Linked DNA regions of Sus scrofa: all the other regions are linked to region 3. Evidence: chromatin contacts called from public Hi-C data. All regions are on one chromosome and are shown on one strand. The core of a region is the stretch at or near the end of the contact, and the rest is flanking DNA. Distances in the headings are between cores, read along the strand shown. Region 1 has its middle 94 kb from the start of DSCR3. Region 2 overlaps TTC3 (E3 ubiquitin-protein ligase TTC3). Region 3 has its middle 190 kb from the start of DYRK1A. Region 4 holds the start of PIGP (phosphatidylinositol glycan anchor biosynthesis class P). Region 5 holds the start of DSCR3 (Down syndrome critical region protein 3).

Region 1 (2,995 bases), core at 32-2,531, 370 kb before region 3:
TGTAATGTGCTTTTTTTTTTTCCTCTGGCTGCTTTTTAAGATGTTCTCTTTATCTCTGTTGCGATGCAATGGGTTAAAGATCTGGTGTTGTCCCTGCAGTGGCTTGGGTCGCTACTGTGGCACAGTTTGATTCCCTGGCCCAGGAACTTCCCTATGTCTTGGGTGTGACCCTGGCATTAGGCTCCTTGAAGTTGTCTTACAGCTCAATGATAGGATGTTCCCCCTTTTTTTTTTCAGTCTTTTTTTTTCCCCTCTGTGTTTTATTGTGGGTAGTAGCGGTATATCTTTAAGTTTCTTTTTTCTTTTTTTTTTTTTTTTTTGCTACAGAGTTTGATCTGTTCTTAATCCCACCAAAAGTATTTTTCATCTCAGACATAATTTTCAAGTCTAGAAGTTCCTTCTAGGTCTTGTTAGTAGTTCTGGGTCTCTACTTAATGTGTTTAACATTTGCTCTGCCTTCCTGAACATAGAAAATATGGTTATAGTAACTGTCTTAATGTTAATATGTAATGTCCTTGTCTGATTCTATCATCTATGCCCTTTTTTGGTCTGTTTCTCTTGATTGATTTTTCTCATCATTACGGATCATATTTCCCTGCTTCTTTGTGTGCCTGGTAATTTTTTATTAAATACTAGACAATACAACTTTTATCTTATTGTATGGCAGATATTTTTCTGTACCTATAAATATTTTAGAGCTTTGTTCTGCAATGTAGTTAAGTTACTTGGAAATAGTTTGATACTTTTTTTCTTTTCCTTTTTTTTTTTTTTTTTTTTTTTTGGCTTTTTAGGGCCACACCCACAACATATGGAGGTTCCCAGGCTAGGGGTCGAATCCGAGCTGTAGCTGCCGGCCTACACCACAGCCACAACAATGCCAGATTGGAGCCGTGTCTGCGACCTACACCACAGCTCATGACAATGCCGGATCCCTCACCCACTGGGCAAGGCCAGGGATCAAACCTGTGTCCTCATGGATGCTAGTCAGACTCGCTTCCTCTGAGCCATGACGGGAACTCTAGTTTGATACTTTTATTGTTAGTTTTAAACATAGTTGAGACTAGAGTAGATTTTAATCTGGGGCTAATTTTTTCTTCACGTCTGTAGCAGTACCGTCGGAGTCTTCTGTCTGATGCCTTGTAAATTACTGGAATTCGCTGGAACCATTCCTGGTTCTAAGTGAAGCACAGAGATTACCCCGTCATTCCCCGGGGGATTCTTTGCCCAGTCTGTTAGCGTCTTATTCGCGTGTGCTGAGCAGTACTCAGCTCAAGACGCAAGGGGGCGCGCCTGCGCATCCCCAGGCCGCTCTGTCTGACACCTTCCCTCTGGGTACTCTGTCTCCCCCTCTGGCTGCCTTGGCCCTTCTCACTCGCAGCTCCATTCAGGGAGACCACTGTCTCCACTGGGGTCTCCCCTGCTTGCGCGGTGGTCTGGGAACTCGGTCCCTGCAGTACGTTGGGACATTATTGTCTCGTCTCATTTTTCCCCTTTCTGAACGATTAGTCTGTGCTGCCTGATGCCAGTGTCTGCGTATCATTGTTTCGTCTATTTTTTCTGGTGTTTTAGTGTTTGAAGCAGGAGCTACCTCTCGTCCTTGTTGTTCCTGGAAGCAGTTGTCTTAGAAAGTGTTTCTTAAAACTTGGGGTAAAACATACATAACATAAAATTTACCATTTTAGGGAGTTCCCATTGTGGCTCAGTGGTTAACGAACCCAACTAGTATCCATGAGGATGTGGGTTTGATCCTTGTCCTCCCTCAGTGTTGCCATGAGCTGTGGTGTAGGGTCTGGTCAAGGATCTGGTGTTGCCATGAGCTGTGGTGTAGGTTGCAGATGTGGCTTGGATCCCTCTTCCTGTGGCTGTGGTGTAGGCTGGCAGCTACAGCTCCCATTTGAGCCCTAGCCTGGGAACCTCCATGTGTCATGGGTGCGGCCCTAAAAAGACCAAAAAACAAAAACAAAAAACAAAAAACTTTACCATTTTAACTAAGTGTACGGTTCAGCGACATTAAGTATGGCTGACCCTTGAACAACGGACACCACCCCCCTCCCCTCAGTGGAAAATCCACGTATAGCTTTACAGCTGGCCCTCCGTGTCTGGGGTTCCTACCCACTGTGGATCATGCAGTGCTGTAGTATTTATGGAAAAAGTCCACGTGGACCCCTGCAGTTCAAACCCACGTTGTTCAAGGGTCACCTGTACATTCTCCTTGTACCATCATCACCACCATCCACCTGCACAGCCTTTTCATCTTCTCAAACTGAAACTCTGTACCCGTTAAACACTAACTCCCTTGGATTACATACTGGATATCTTGGATACTCCACTGTTGAGAGGCTGTGTTTGGTCGTCATCCTTTAAATAATGTGTAGATAATGTGTAGCTTTATTCTGAAAGGCACTTAATTTGCTGAGCACTCTTACTCCTCCCAGGCTTGTTAATAGGCTTTGTGCATGTAGGGTTTTTTGTTTGATTTGTTGTTTTTGCATTTTAGGGCCACTTCTGTGGCATATGGAAGTTCCCAGGCTAGGGGTCTAATTAGAACTGCAGCCACTGGCCTACGCCACAGCCATAGCAACGCCAGATCCGAGCCACATCTGTGACCTACACCACAGCTCACAGCAACGCCAGATCCTTAACCCGCTGAGCAAGGCTAGGGATCGAACCCATGTCCTCATGGAAACTAGTCAGGTTCATTACCACTGAGTCACGACAGGAACTCCATGTGTAGGTTTCGATGGCCTTTGCCCTGAGGCTGGCAGAGTCCTACTAACAAGCACTACCTTTTTCGCAATTAAATGACCAGGATGTTAAGGTCTCTCTGGTCTGGCTGGTCAGAACCTCAGGTGCTTCCAGCATTTTGAGATGTCCAAACTCTTCACTCATCTCACAGCCCCTCGGGAGCAGGTCTCTGCCAGGTCCAGTCCTGCTCACCCACAGCGGAGTACTGGGCTGAGCTGGGGGGAGCTTCTCTGCCCATTTCTGGAGCCCC
Region 2 (3,281 bases), core at 771-3,270, 410 kb before region 3:
GGCGTAGGCCGGTGGCTACAGCTCCGATTGGACCCCTAGCCTGGGAACCTCCATATGCCGAGGGAGTGGCCCAAGAAATAGCAACAACAGCAACAACAACAACAACAGACAAAAAGACAAAAGACAAAAAAAAAAAAAGAATTTATAGTACATCCATATAATGAATATTACTCTATCATTTAAAAATGAAGCAATTTGGATTTCCCATCATGGTTCAGTGGAAACGAATCTGACTAGTATACATGAGGACACAGGTTCAATCCCTGGCCTTGTTCAGTGGGCTAAGGATCTGTGGAGTTGCTGTGACCTGTGGTGTAGATTGCAGATGTGGCTCAGATCTGGCGCTGCTGTGGCTGTGGTGTAGGCCAGCAGCTGCAGCTCGTATTTGTCCCCTGGTCTGGGAACCTCCTTTTGCCATGAGTGTGGCCCTAAAAAGACAAAAAAAAAAAAAAAAAAAAAAAAGAAGCAATTCTGTCATTACTAATAAGGAATGGTTTACAAGATGTGTAAGTAGGAAGAAGTTTAGAACTTTGTGTTATCTGCTGCTATTTGTGCAAATAGCTGTACAGTTTTAGCCAATTATAAAATATAATGAGCCCTTAAATTTTTTTAATGAACAGTACTGAAAATTATGGAAGAGAAATTATAAGTCATCTGCAGCCCCATCACTCATGTTAATATTTCGATGTGCAACCTTCCAGGCTTTAACATTTGCTTTTAAATAAGCGATGCTGGAGTTCCCATCATGGCTCAGTGGGTTAAGAACTTGACTATGCATGAGGGTGCAGGTTTGCTACCTGGCATCACTCATTGGGTTAAAGGATCTGGCATTGCTAGCTGCAGTGTAGGTCGCAGACGCTGCTTGGATCTGGCGTTGCTGTGGCTGTAGTGAAGGTCCACAGCTGAAGCTCCAATTTGTCCCCTAGCCTGGGAACCTCCATGTGCCACAGATGTGCGCCCCCCCTGCCCCCGAAGAAAAGTGATGCTTTTTAAAAGATGGGATCTTACCATATATGTTGTATTTCAGATTATCAGTCCTAATATATTAGACTTTTTCTATGTCAGTAAATATAGACTTTTTTACCATCTTTTTTTTTTTTTTTTTGTCTTTTTGCTATTTCTTGGGCCGCTCCCACGGCATATGGAGGTTCCCAGGATAGGGGTTGAATCGGAGCTGTAGCCACCGGCCTACGCCAGAGCCACAGCAACGCAGGATCCGAGCCGTGTCTGCAACCTACACCACAGCTCACGGCAACGCCGGATCGATAACCCACTGAGCAAGGGCAGGGACCGAACCCGCAACCTCATGGTTCCTAGTCAGATTCGTTAACCACTGTGCCACGACGGGAACTCCTTACCATCATTTTTTATGCCTACTTGGTATTCCATTACATGAATGCATGGTAATTTTTTTGACCAGTTTCTTATTGTCGAACCTTGGGGTCGTGTCAGCTTTTCATGCTTACAGGGCCGTGGTGAACATTTTTCCTAAATATGAATATTTACCAAGTAGAACGAGTAGCGTTGAATTCTTATTTGGTACCTAGCTTTTAATCAGTTATGCTCTGTTGTTTGAGCCTCGGTGGTTTTGCCCCGTAAATAAGTATTTTCTTTAGTGTTGGGAAAACGCACACATGCTTTCTTAAATTCAAGACTGATGTTAGTATGGTCGATAGCTTCTCAACCAGTGAGGCAGTTGTTCCAAGAGCAGCTTCTTTCTTCTGGGACTTTGGGAGGTGGCCTGACCTCTCTAAACCTTGGTTTTCTGGTCTATAAAAACTGAAAATAACATATTTCTTGTAGAATTATGGTGAAGTTTAAGTATAATAACATAGAGATGGCATATACCTTGCCACCTGTCTCTGTTGGTGATTTGGGGGCATATGAGTTAATTCATAATACCAAGTTACTTTGAGATCTTTTAGCTGAATTGAGAATGAAAACAGAAATAACTAAGGTCTGAAACCATGAAGGCTTACTCATGGGTCATAGTAAGGTTCATGATTTTTCAATTATGTAAACATAGACAGTATGACTATTGCTGAACTTTGAGTCTGGACAGACAAACAAACTAGTGCTCTCCCCAGCAAACTGGCATGTGTGGTCATCTTAGCCATAGTTCACAGTTCTCTAACTGGTAATTCACAGAATCCCAAAGGCTTGATTCCCTGCCTTTTTTACACTTGGAAGAAGCTGAGATGCTGGGAAAGGGGCAGGAGGCAGGGAAGGTGGACGACGCTGGGGTAGATTTTTGAAGACTGGCTGCCAAGGTCCCTGCGTGTCTAGGCAGCGCAGTCACCTGCAGTTGGGAGGAGTTGCCAGCATCACACAGGTGCTTCTTTCAGACACAGATGTGTGATTGCTGAAAGCTTTAGTGGTGTGAAAGGCTTAAAAAAAAATAGGTGAATAAATGGTGCTTATTGTCCGCCAGCGTTTCACATTACAGTATGACTTCTGTTTGCTTTTGTTGTAGCTATCTAGGCAGACAGGTACATAACTGAGAATAATCCATTGATAATATTTTAACTTGTCTTTTTGCAATAATCAGCAGCTATCAGTTGAAAACTTTCTAAAAGTAGGGCCACAGTTGATGTGTACTGTTCATATCTAAAATATGCATGATATTTATAGTTTTTAAACTTAATAAGTAGTGATGTCAGTCGTGGAGGATGACATTCACATCCAACTGTTAATTTAATACCGAGCCTTCTAAAACAAATATTCAGAGCTAGTACACACGGAAAAGTTTCCTTGTGAATTCCAGTGATACGAATAATTTTTTTTTTAAAGAGCTGGCTTTGCCGAACAGTTTGTTTTTAATTCCTGAATTATTGTGATATTTCCCTTATAAATTTTCATCTGCCTTATATTCTCCTCTATTTTGAGACGGTTCAGAACAAGATCAGAAATAGGCTTTTTAAACTACTTTTAATAGAGAATTTTGTTTTGTACTTTCAGGGAGATATTTCACAGATTGAAAAGGAGTACCAGGTTTTACAAGAGCAGCTTAAGGAAGCCTGTGAAAACTACGAGCAGAGGAATATCGAGGGCTCAGAAGAGACCAAGGACTTGGAAGAAAAGTTGAAAAGGAACATAGAAGAAAATAAGGTATTCCTGTCTGAAAGCTCATGCAGTGCAACCCACATTGTGCTTGTGCAGCCTCAGCTGAGCTGCAGTGTTGGCCAAAGGATTCTTTCTCAGCGTTGTCGCTTTCATATTTCTCTGTGACATATTAAAGTGACAGTGTTTTTTGCATTGTTTTAGAACCTTTTAAGTTGCTA
Region 3 (3,205 bases), core at 597-3,096:
ATGCCCAGTGAGGTTCTTAGTCTCTCCTTTAGAGCCAGCACCATTCATCTATCCACTCATTTCCCCTCTTCCTTTCGCTTCATGGCTCTTTCTCATTATTTCTAATTATGGGTTGGGAAGGAGAAATGGTTTGCTTTCTGGAATGGGAAACAGAAGTGGTTCTGCTGAATCCTGGGAGAGGTCAGATCTTACTCTCCGAGGACATGGCTGCTCAGAGGGAGGTTTGGCCAGTAGAAGGCCTTGGGATTTCTGTTCCTATCCTTGGAATGTGGCTGTGAGCATTCAGTAGGTTTATGTGGTCTCAGAACCCCACAAAAGGCAGAAAAGCACCCCACAAAAGGCATAAAAGCACCCTTTGAGACATATTAGGTGAGTTGGAGAAACCAGGTCATATAACTTCCTGAGTGATTTGTGCCAAGTGGGAAGACCCCGCTTAGACTCTTCCAAGTCCCTGGAAGTGGGGTGCAGGGTAGGCTTCCCCCTTGCTCGTGTCCTCTCTTCCTGCTCCCTAGGGACCCAGCACTTTAATTTGTCCCCTCTTCTATGAGAAAATTAGGGATTTAGGGCATTTCATCTACTAAGGAATCTAAAAAGGATGGGTCTTAGTCCTAGAGAATTGCTCATGGTGGAATTTCAGGAATTTCCAAGGAGAGTGTGTTTTAACCACAGTGGCCTCTGACTGACCAGGAGGTTGCTGAAGTAGACTGGTTTGGCCCTGTCAAGATATCATGTTGCACAGGAGACAAACCTTCACTTGACACGAATGAACTTAAGTTTTAATATCCTCTTAGGCGCCCTCAGAGAAGTGTATCTGAGGGAGGCCATTTTCCACTCCTGCCCAGCCCTATGGTTAAGAAGTAGCCCTTCGTGGCTAGAACATTCTCATTACAGCTGAAATCCATGGTCCTACACCTCCTTCCTCCAGGCCCGTGTGAGCAAGGCCCGGGGCTGGAAGGCTGGGTTCAGGCGCAGCACCAAGGCTGGAGGCATGCGAGGGGCTCTGATGGGGACTGGCTGACAGGCTGTCCTCTCCTGGGGATCCGAGGTTGGATTTGGCAGGTGGCACATCTGGAACAGGGAACCAGGTGCATAGCGCCACTGGGCCGAGCCTTTTCCCTCTGACCTCAGGGTCCAAGTCAGGCCTGCAGCTGGTCACGCACAAGCATCCGTGCTCTGATGGGAGATGGCACGTGGCTGAGATGCAGAGCCGGGCTTCGTGCACCCTTGAGCAAGTTCCTCGAACCCGTCTGATCCTGTTTCCTCATCTCGAAAATAGAGACGACGAAGCCCGCACTGCAGCGTAGTTACAGGACAGGGCTGGGGGGGATGCTGGCGCCTCTGTGGGATGCGCAGGCGCGAGGTGCTCTCACCACATCTTCTCAGAGGAGGTCAACCTCGCATTTCCTCCTGGAACACCCTCCCATGCCTCCAGTTTCTCAGTGGACAGAATGCAGAGCGGTGACAAAGATGTTTTAAAGCCGGAAAATCACGGAAGCCGAGGCTCCCACCGATGCCTGTTAACCCAGTCGCCTCTTCGATCCCTGGAAGTGCCGGTCGAGGGTCCGAGGGCCCCGGGGTCGGATGGAGGCGACAAGATGACACCTGGGAGACGTGCAGCCGTCCCCGACCCTCTCGCCCTCGCCCTCGCCCTGGCCAGACCTCCTGCACTGGGTGGCAGAGCCACGGCAAAACCCAGCCGCAAGCGGCGTCTGGCGGAGGAAACGGCCGGCTGTGTGGGCTGCTCTCGCGAGAGGATCCTCGGGAGGGGGTGCCAGCGGCCTTTCGCCACGTTGGGCGGAACTGCCAGGCGGAATGCGGAAGTGCCGGGCTCGCCGGCGATCACGTGACCGTGAGCCCGCGGCGCCCATTGACCCGACGCCCCGGGCCACGCCCGGAGGGCCGGGTCCTTCGCTCCCGGAGGCGGTGCTGCCGCTGGCTGAGTGGCGTCCTCAGGCGCCCTCGGGTGGGGCGGTCTTGGCGTCGTGAGGTCGGGGTCAATTCGGGATCTGTGTTGCTGCATCTCGGTTGGCCGCGTACCTGAGCTGCGGTGAACTTGGCGTCCTGCGGGGCAGCTCTCCGACACAGGGCTTTCTAGAGCGTGCCCCGGGGCTCCAGGGTTGGGCTAGGAAAGAGCCCCTGCACGCGGGGCTCTCACCGTCCTGAAGGCTCCCTCCCAGGAAAATTCTTGCAGAGGCCATCTTCCCTCCCTGCACTATCCGAGCCCGGTCCCAACTTACTTTTTTCATCGTGCTTCCCTCAGGACACCCACCTCCTCTCCTGCCGGCCGCCAGGTTCCCCAAGGTGGATCTGCAGTGAGACCTCTACCGTGACTCGCGGTTGCAGGCGTTATTTCTCTCCTTCCTGACAGAAGGTGGCAGGCTGCTGCTGGCCCTCATTCAGGTGTCTGGAGAGTCACAGATGTGACTTCTGAGTGAATTTACTGCAGAGCGAGCTGAGGATTCCCACGAACTCTGCGTGAATGACCAGCGAGTCCACCTCTTCCACCTCCTCTACCGGCTTGGCAGCGCCAAGTACAGTGTGAGCACCGACTCAGCAGACCTGTGGAAAATAGAGAACTCTGCCCAGTGGAACTCACTCTGGAAGGGGAGAGAGAACTGGCCCTTGGACAATTCCAGTGCAATATGCCACAGCTTCCACTGTCAAGTGGCCCCGGTTAAGCATTTGTTTGTCAAATGCAATGACCCTGTGAGTTAGATATCACCTTCATTTCAGCCAGGAGGACTCTGAGGCTCAAGAGGTGGGACTTAGGAGGTTGTGTATGCATTTTTGTGTGCATTTTTGTGTTCTCCACGTGCCCGGCACACTGCCCACTGCACAGCTGCTGATCATTTAGGCAGTGATGATTACCAGTTCATGAACCAGGCTGTGAGAATCAGTCTCCCGGCCAAGGCCACCAGCCACTGGGTATTGTCCCCACCGGAAAAGTGTCTTGGCTCTGCTCTGGTCTCTACTTGTTTACAAGGAGTAGAATTGGGTTAGACCTTGTGAAACCCATGCATCAACTTCTCAGTCATCACCTGTTTTCATTTTAAATGACTGAAGTCCTTTGCCATTCCCTTCACTTTCTAATCAACCCTAGTGTTTCCTCAAAACCAATTGGGGTTCTCAAGCCCTCTGGGACCTCTGTTTTCACTGGCTTTTTTTTATGAAGCAATAGAAATTTAACTTCAGAACTTCTGGTTGA
Region 4 (3,002 bases), core at 37-2,536, 500 kb before region 3:
GGGATCTAACCCAAATCTTCATGGATACTAGTCAGATTCCTTTCCGCTGCGCCACATCAGGAACTCCTGAGATCTGGGAATGTAAAGCACAGCTGCCTTCTTTAACCTGATTCCTGTCGCTCTCTAGCTCCCACAAGGGCCAAACCATTACTTACTTCCAAGCCCCACCATGCCTTTGCTCAAGGCCTTCCCACTTCTTCCTTCTTAATGCTGAAGACAAATTCCCTGGGAGAAAACTAACTCTGATTTTCTAGTTTAATGTCTCGTCTCTCTGCTGGGTCCCCACAGCACTTAACACAGTGTTAACTGCAGATTTACTCATGTCTTGTCTACAAAACCGTCACCTCCTGAAGGGCAGGGACCAGGTTTCATTCACCTGGCAATCCTGTCTGGTGCTACATAAATATTTGAGATTAAATATTTTACGCTAATGTCTGGCATATAGAACACTCTGAACAAACAAGAGCTCCCTTCAGGTTTTCTCAAGAAGAGACAAAGGTAGAAAGAGTCACAGTTCACGTGTGCATATTCTATAAACAAACGCAATCATTTCCTTGTCCTTGAACTCCAGAGAATGGACCTGGCCATCCATCAGGAAAGTACTTACTGAAGCCAAATTGGGAGCTTAAGAAAAGAACAAAGCCATAAATCGCTCTTTCTGGCAATGGCGACGGTGAATTTTCCACCATTTTCCCTGTGGCTTTTGGAAATCTGTGGGGAAAAAAACACAATCATCTGTCAGTGATTCACTCCTCTTCACCATTGGTCTATTATAACCTCATCGCTTTGCTACGGGCGCAGCCTCTGCAGTTTACTTCCCAGCCTAAACCACTGCAAACAACCACCCTGCGCACACACACCTCCAACACAAGACTGCCCGCACAGTGGTGTACACGAGCACCCATACCTCGCCTGCACGCGCAACCAGCCCCCAAACCGCACGTGCACGCGCACACAAGCACACGCATCAGAGCGCGCATAGCCTGCAGTGGAGGATCGGGGAAGCGGGGGAGCAGGGGAGGGACTGATTCCGCTCCAGCTCTGCAGGCTTCGCCTTGGTGCGAAAAGGGAAGGGAAAGGCAGGGCAGGATAGGAGGCGTGCCCCGCCTCTCCAGGCCGGGGCTTCGGGTGCCCAGGAACGTGCCCTGCCCTCTCGCGGGGTTATGGTTCTCATTTCAACCTGGGGATGAGAGGCGCGGGTGGCCCTAGACCTTGGGCCCACGCAGCCACTCCCAGCAGTTCCGCCACCTCCGCACTGAGTCCGTTGCGCAGGCGCTGACCAGGGAGCCTCAGGGTGCGAGAGCACAGAAAACCCGAGAAAGGCCGAGTCACCACGGCAACCCCCGCCCGCGCGCAGGCGCACCGCGACCCTCGTTGGGCAGAAGCGCGCGGGCGCGGGGGCCGGCGGGATCGCTCGGCTCGTCGCCGCGGAGGTGGGGGCCGGGCGGTGCGACGGCGCATGTGCGTTGCAGCCCACGTGACGCGTCTGCCGCCTGCACAGCCGCCCGCTCCCCGCCGCCAGCTGGCTGACGTGGAGGGCCCGAGGCGGCGGCGGCGGCGGCCGGCGTCCGAGGCTCGCGGGCTGCCGGCCCCGGTGAGTGCACACCTGGCGCGCGGCAGGGCTCCCGGATGTGTCACCTTGTCGCGCTGCAGCGGAGATGCCCGGGGAGAGGGGCCCTCCACACCCCCTCCGTGGGTGTGTGGTGAGTGTGGGTGTGTGCGCGTCGCCTCGCGTCGTTGGCTCTGGTGCCCGCAGTGTGCGTGGGTTGAGTGCCGGTGCGTTGGGGGTGTGTGTGTGGCAGCCTTTGTAGGTCCTAGCGGGTGTGTCCCCTTTGTCTCGTGTCCCTTTTCTGCAAATGTGGTCACCTCTGGGGGTGTGCGGGGGTGGGAGTAGCCCCTTTGTGTGCGCACTCCCGGCCGCTTGCACACCCTCGGTCCGCTCTGTGCGGGGGCGTGCACCGGCCCGAGCGCGTGGGCACGCGCCCGTGGGTCCCCTCTCGGCCGCTTTGTGTCTGCGCAGGTTTTTCTCGTCGACAGCGTGGGCGCCCCCGGGAGTGTGGGTGGCCCCCCCCTTTTGTGTCACTGCCCCTCTCCGGGGGGGTGCGCGCCCCACGCGCGCGTGGCCGTGCCTCCTGCAGTCGTGACCCCAGCTGCAGCATCGTCCGCTGGGGGATGCGTCCTCGTGTGTCCCCGCGCGCCTGTTGCCCCTGGACCTGTCAAGTGCGTGATCTGTTTTCGGGTGTTCGTTCGCGAGTGTTCGTGAACGTTCTTGCACGCCCTGTCCTCTGTGTTTTGTGTTCTTTCTATCTGCGCCACCTGTTTTCGTGAGAATGGCTGCCGAGTCCGTGGAGGGGAATTGGGGGGGGAGAAAACCCAACCCTCTCTCCTCCCCTCGCCTTTTCGGAGCATCCTACCTCCCCCCAACGCTAATAAGGAGGGGGGACCGCAGCGGGTCTGGCCAGCTGTTCCAGAGTGTTTAAGATGTCAAGTAGGGCCAGTCAAGCCAGCCTTTTGGGGACGGAATAAGGAGGCCGAGGGCCAAAAATGGAGCCAAGGCGTAGGTGAATATTGGCAGGTGCCAGTGTGACGTACCTTGATTCAGAGGAGCCCTGGACGCTCAAAGCCCTTCAATTGCAGACTCCTTCCAAAACATATGTACACGACAACTGGGCAAATACATTCTAGCCGATCCTGGGCTTTCTTGATAATACTTAACGGTTCATGTAGTGTTTATGGCGTTCACATAAATTACCTCTTTTGGTTTTGCCAGTGTCCTGGCTGGGGGAACAAGGTAGAGACATGTTACAGATTGTACTCCTCCCTTGGGGACAGTTTTCTGGTAGTTACAGCTCTAGTTAGGACATTTCGTCTTGGAAGAAATTTGCATTTTATCCTAAGGCAAATGGAATTTATTATAAGGATACACAGGGAAGGAAACATCGAACCTATGAGACCCAACTGCTTTTGCTCAAAGGTTTGTGCTCTGCGCTCAAGGGCTGCGT
Region 5 (3,212 bases), core at 611-3,110, 270 kb before region 3:
CTTGCACTCAAAGGTGTTAACATCCCTTTTGAGACCTCCCTGCATTCAGGTGACTAACGTCTACTCTCAATTTTATGCCACAGAATGTGAGACCTGGCTGGGATTTCAACCTGCACATCACGTCTTGAAGGGTGAGACCCGGGTCACTGTAGTTTTAAATTCCCGGAGTGACTGATACTCCTAAGGCTGAGATTCCCCAAGTTAGAGGAAGAGGAACTTTGCATCCTCATTTGGCAAATAACAGAGGCCTGAGGAGGTTAGGGAGCCAGTGGCGCAAAACTTGTTAATTGCATAATTAAGATTTTTTGACTCGTATTTTAAAACGATATTCCTTCTTAAAACAACAAAACCAGAGACATGAATAACTTTTACACGGTTTTTAGAGCTGACCAAGGCCTGCGTATTTCTGCTTCCAATTAATTCTGCCTGTTATGAGACTTTTGCATTCCCCTTAGAAGTGAGGAACGGGGCGTTTGGTCTCCGAGCTCCTCCGCCCTCAGTGGTCACTTAACAGCTCTAGCCCGCGGGCCCAAAGCCGAGCTGCACGGTCAAGGGGCCGCAAGCTTAGCGTTGGAGACCTAGCGCCAGCACCTCGGCCCTGCGCGGCTCCCAGCCGCGGAAGCAATTCCGGCGTGGACCGCTCGAACGGCAACCAACCGCACTAGCGAGACCGACCTGGCGGGAATGCAGCTGGCCGGGACGCACCTGGCCGGGATGCACCTGGAGGCGCGCCTCGCCCGGCCCAGGAAAGCCCAGAAATGCGCCGGACCTCGGAGACAACAGAACCTGCAGGCCCGTCCACCCCACTTACCCCGGCGTGATACACCTTGTTTGCTCTTTTAATCTTAATGTCCAGAGTGGTCCCCATCTCGAATAATCCGCTTCGGGCGCCACTTCCTGCTGCGCGTGACCAGAGGATAGAGAGCCGACACGCCCTTCCACCCGGAGCCCCGCCCCTTTCTCCTGTCCGCCGGCAGTTGCGTCACGTGACCTCGCGCCGGACGTAGCGTCGCCTCCCCGGCCTTCCTCCTTCCGGTGCAGGGGCGGGCCTTAGCGCAGGCCGAGGGGTTGTCACTTCTCGCCCCGCCCTCGCTGGGCGTGAGGGCGGGACCGAACTAACCCCTCCTTTTCCGTAAGACAGTCGTAACACCGGAAATACCCTGCTCCTCGCCCGTTTCCTAGAGGGAGGGGGAAACCCGGCTCTCCCGGCGTGCCCCGCGGCGGGGGGCGGTGCCGAGGAGGTGTCGCCGGGGCAGCCTGTTCTGTGGCTGAAGCTCCCGTCAGGCTGTGCGGCGCGAGGAGTCGCTGCGCTATTGAGTTGGCTTTAGGGCGGTGATAACTGAGAGTGCCTTCCCTTCCGATCGCCTTTTTCTCGTTGACTTTCGACTTCCCCGCTTTCTTCCGGGGGCACTGAGGGCGAAGGCCTCATGTCCGTTCCGGGCCGGGTGGTCCTCCCTGCCCTTTCCGCGGCCCCGCACTCCCAGCCGGCAAAGAAGCGAGGAACGGCTCTCCCGTCCCCACCACCGGGCCCGGGGCCAAGGTCTTGGGGAGCGCGAGTGACCTCGACCGCCCCGCGGGAGCCGCGGGGGCTTGTGGGTACTCCCCCGGCGCGCGCCCTGGAACGGGGTGTTGAATATTCATATTCGTGCGCAGATTGTGGGGAAGCGCCGCTGGCAGGCCCTGGGTCCCGGCAGTGCCTGGAAATGAAAACGTCAGACCTGAGACGCACGTCGTCGTCTTTTTATTCCCAGCAAGAGTGGCTAGATAAACACAAGAAATACATTGCTTTCTGGAAAGATTGCCTCCAGGCAGGGCAGCAGTACGGTGCTAAGCAACACACTACGTTTATTGAAATAAAATCCTTTGTCGGTGTTTTAAACAAGGACTTTTCCAGTAAGAAGTAAATTTTTAATTGTTTTGATAACTAAATATAGTGAAGTGCTTTTTGTTTTTTAAAAATTCTTTGATTCTGGTATTTATTTTTTTTCGACTTTTACCTTTTAAGATTTTTGTCTTTTATAGTTGACGATATTTGTTTTTAAAGTGCTTTACTTGTAGGGTTACAAGAGAATTTTTCCACAATTTCCTGAGTTAGTATCACGAGTGCCTGTCTCTTGAGAATTTATTTTACAGGACAACAGTGATAGTGCTATAGCTACAGTAGCTTTTGAAGGTTGATACATGGATATTTCCCAATAATCAGGTCTCAGTTTTCAGCTCCTCTCTGGCCTCAGGGCTTCCCTCTCAGTCTGGGATAGCTTCCTGGCAACTCAAACGCAGCAATGCTAAAACAATTCATTAGGGACTTAATAATCACAGCCTGCTCTGCAATTCCAGAAGTGGATCCCTCGCCATCAAACCCATCATTTCTTAAAAACAAACAAACAAACAAACCAAAAACGGTGAAATACCAATCTTGGTAGACAATGCAGGAAACAGGAAAAGAAACACCTTACAAGAATCCACATTCTAAGCTTGATTGCTTCAACAAACCTGCTTTATACTTATTTTGCAACAGAACGTTTCTTGTTCTTCCAGGACAAGTGTGCTGTATTTCACTCATTTGTGTAGGTTGCACACAATCTATATGGAATGCTGGTGCACTGCAAAGAGCTTTATTTCCAAGCTATTATCGCTGTAATCAGTTTGTTGAGCCGTCTCTATGGGATGGATTCCAAATGGAAGAACAGTCCATTTTTCTCCAGCACTTCCCTTTTGAATCTTTTCTAGCCCTTACCACACCTTAGGTGATACTGGGACATTCTGGTCAATTTCATTACTAAAAATCAAACTCTGTCAAAGTGTCAGTCTCCTGGCTTGAGTGGGACCCTAGATCCTTAGTGATGGTGCAAAGGTGCAATTCATGGTTCTGGCTCTCACACTGTGTTCTCCACAAGGCCCGCTACCTCCTTCTGTTCCTTCCCCTGCCTTCTTCTAGAGATTGAGAAGGAGAGGATTGAGAAGGTATTTCACGGAAGCAGGGCTAGATCAGCTTTTAGTGTCCAGCTGCAACTGTAGGCATCTTTTGATAGAAGATGGGGTCCCGTGTTGTTTTTCGCTGTGAGTTTCACGCCCTTTCTGGGACAGGAAGAGAGGCCCTACTAAGCATCTTTTAGAGGATGCTGTGATGCTCTGGCCAGACCCTCTTCCAGGACTAAAGGGCATGTTCCCTGAGCTGCTCAGTGTTATGGTCTCAACAGCTCTCAGCAAAG

What was found. A called contact is a pair of places that touch in the nucleus more often than the background predicts.
Region 1: a contact with region 3 is called in a Hi-C map of skeletal muscle, with 4 times the contacts expected there. The contact joins two enhancer-like sites. A contact is called at or near these places in 14 of 47 Hi-C or Micro-C datasets (alveolar macrophages, embryonic fibroblasts, fetal heart ventricle and 8 more) and 1 of 2 datasets of contacts at active chromatin or transcription factors (skeletal muscle).
Region 2: a contact with region 3 is called in a Hi-C map of liver, with 7 times the contacts expected there. The contact joins two enhancer-like sites. A contact is called at or near these places in 1 of 47 Hi-C or Micro-C datasets (liver) and 1 of 2 datasets of contacts at active chromatin or transcription factors (skeletal muscle).
Region 4: a Hi-C map of liver shows a contact between it and region 3, with 3 times the contacts expected there. The contact joins the promoter of PIGP here to the enhancer-like site in region 3. A contact is called at or near these places in 4 of 47 Hi-C or Micro-C datasets (alveolar macrophages, heart right ventricle, liver and 1 more).
Region 5: a contact with region 3 is called in a Hi-C map of liver, with 4 times the contacts expected there. The contact joins the promoter of DSCR3 here to the enhancer-like site in region 3. A contact is called at or near these places in 1 of 5 promoter capture datasets (liver), 15 of 47 Hi-C or Micro-C datasets (alveolar macrophages, blood, brain and 9 more) and 2 of 2 datasets of contacts at active chromatin or transcription factors (alveolar macrophages and skeletal muscle).

The regions. Positions count from the first base shown.
Region 1 is chr13:200,831,985-200,834,979 of Sscrofa11.1, forward strand. No RefSeq gene overlaps it. Among named protein-coding and RNA genes, the nearest start is that of DSCR3, 94 kb to the right of the region's middle. Within about 2 kb of position 1,282, at least 16 of the 83 cell types and tissues checked have an H3K27ac peak or open chromatin away from gene starts, as enhancers often do. A contact at or near this core is called in skeletal muscle and subcutaneous adipose tissue, where this site is marked.
Region 2 is chr13:200,791,156-200,794,436 of Sscrofa11.1, forward strand. TTC3 (E3 ubiquitin-protein ligase TTC3) reads left to right here. Exons shown (of 47, transcript XM_021070969.1): 35 at 2,959-3,108. Among named protein-coding and RNA genes, the nearest start is that of TTC3, 97 kb to the left of the region's middle. Within about 2 kb of position 2,021, at least 5 of the 83 cell types and tissues checked have an H3K27ac peak or open chromatin away from gene starts, as enhancers often do. A contact at or near this core is called in liver, where this site is marked.
Region 3 is chr13:201,197,230-201,200,434 of Sscrofa11.1, forward strand. No RefSeq gene overlaps it. Among named protein-coding and RNA genes, the nearest start is that of DYRK1A, 190 kb to the left of the region's middle. Within about 2 kb of position 1,847, at least 61 of the 83 cell types and tissues checked have an H3K27ac peak or open chromatin away from gene starts, as enhancers often do. A contact at or near this core is called in alveolar macrophages, brain, embryonic fibroblasts and 5 more, where this site is marked.
Region 4 is chr13:200,694,144-200,697,145 of Sscrofa11.1, forward strand. It overlaps PIGP (phosphatidylinositol glycan anchor biosynthesis class P), which reads right to left and starts at 1,287. Exons shown (of 5, transcript NM_001243522.1): 1 at 1,181-1,287; 2 at 608-711. The coding sequence starts at 689. TTC3 (E3 ubiquitin-protein ligase TTC3) reads left to right here and starts at 1,481. Exons shown (of 47, transcript XM_021070969.1): 1 at 1,481-1,703.
Region 5 is chr13:200,925,144-200,928,355 of Sscrofa11.1, forward strand. It overlaps DSCR3 (Down syndrome critical region protein 3), which reads right to left and starts at 1,861. Exons shown (of 7, transcript XM_005670333.3): 1 at 812-1,861. The coding sequence starts at 868.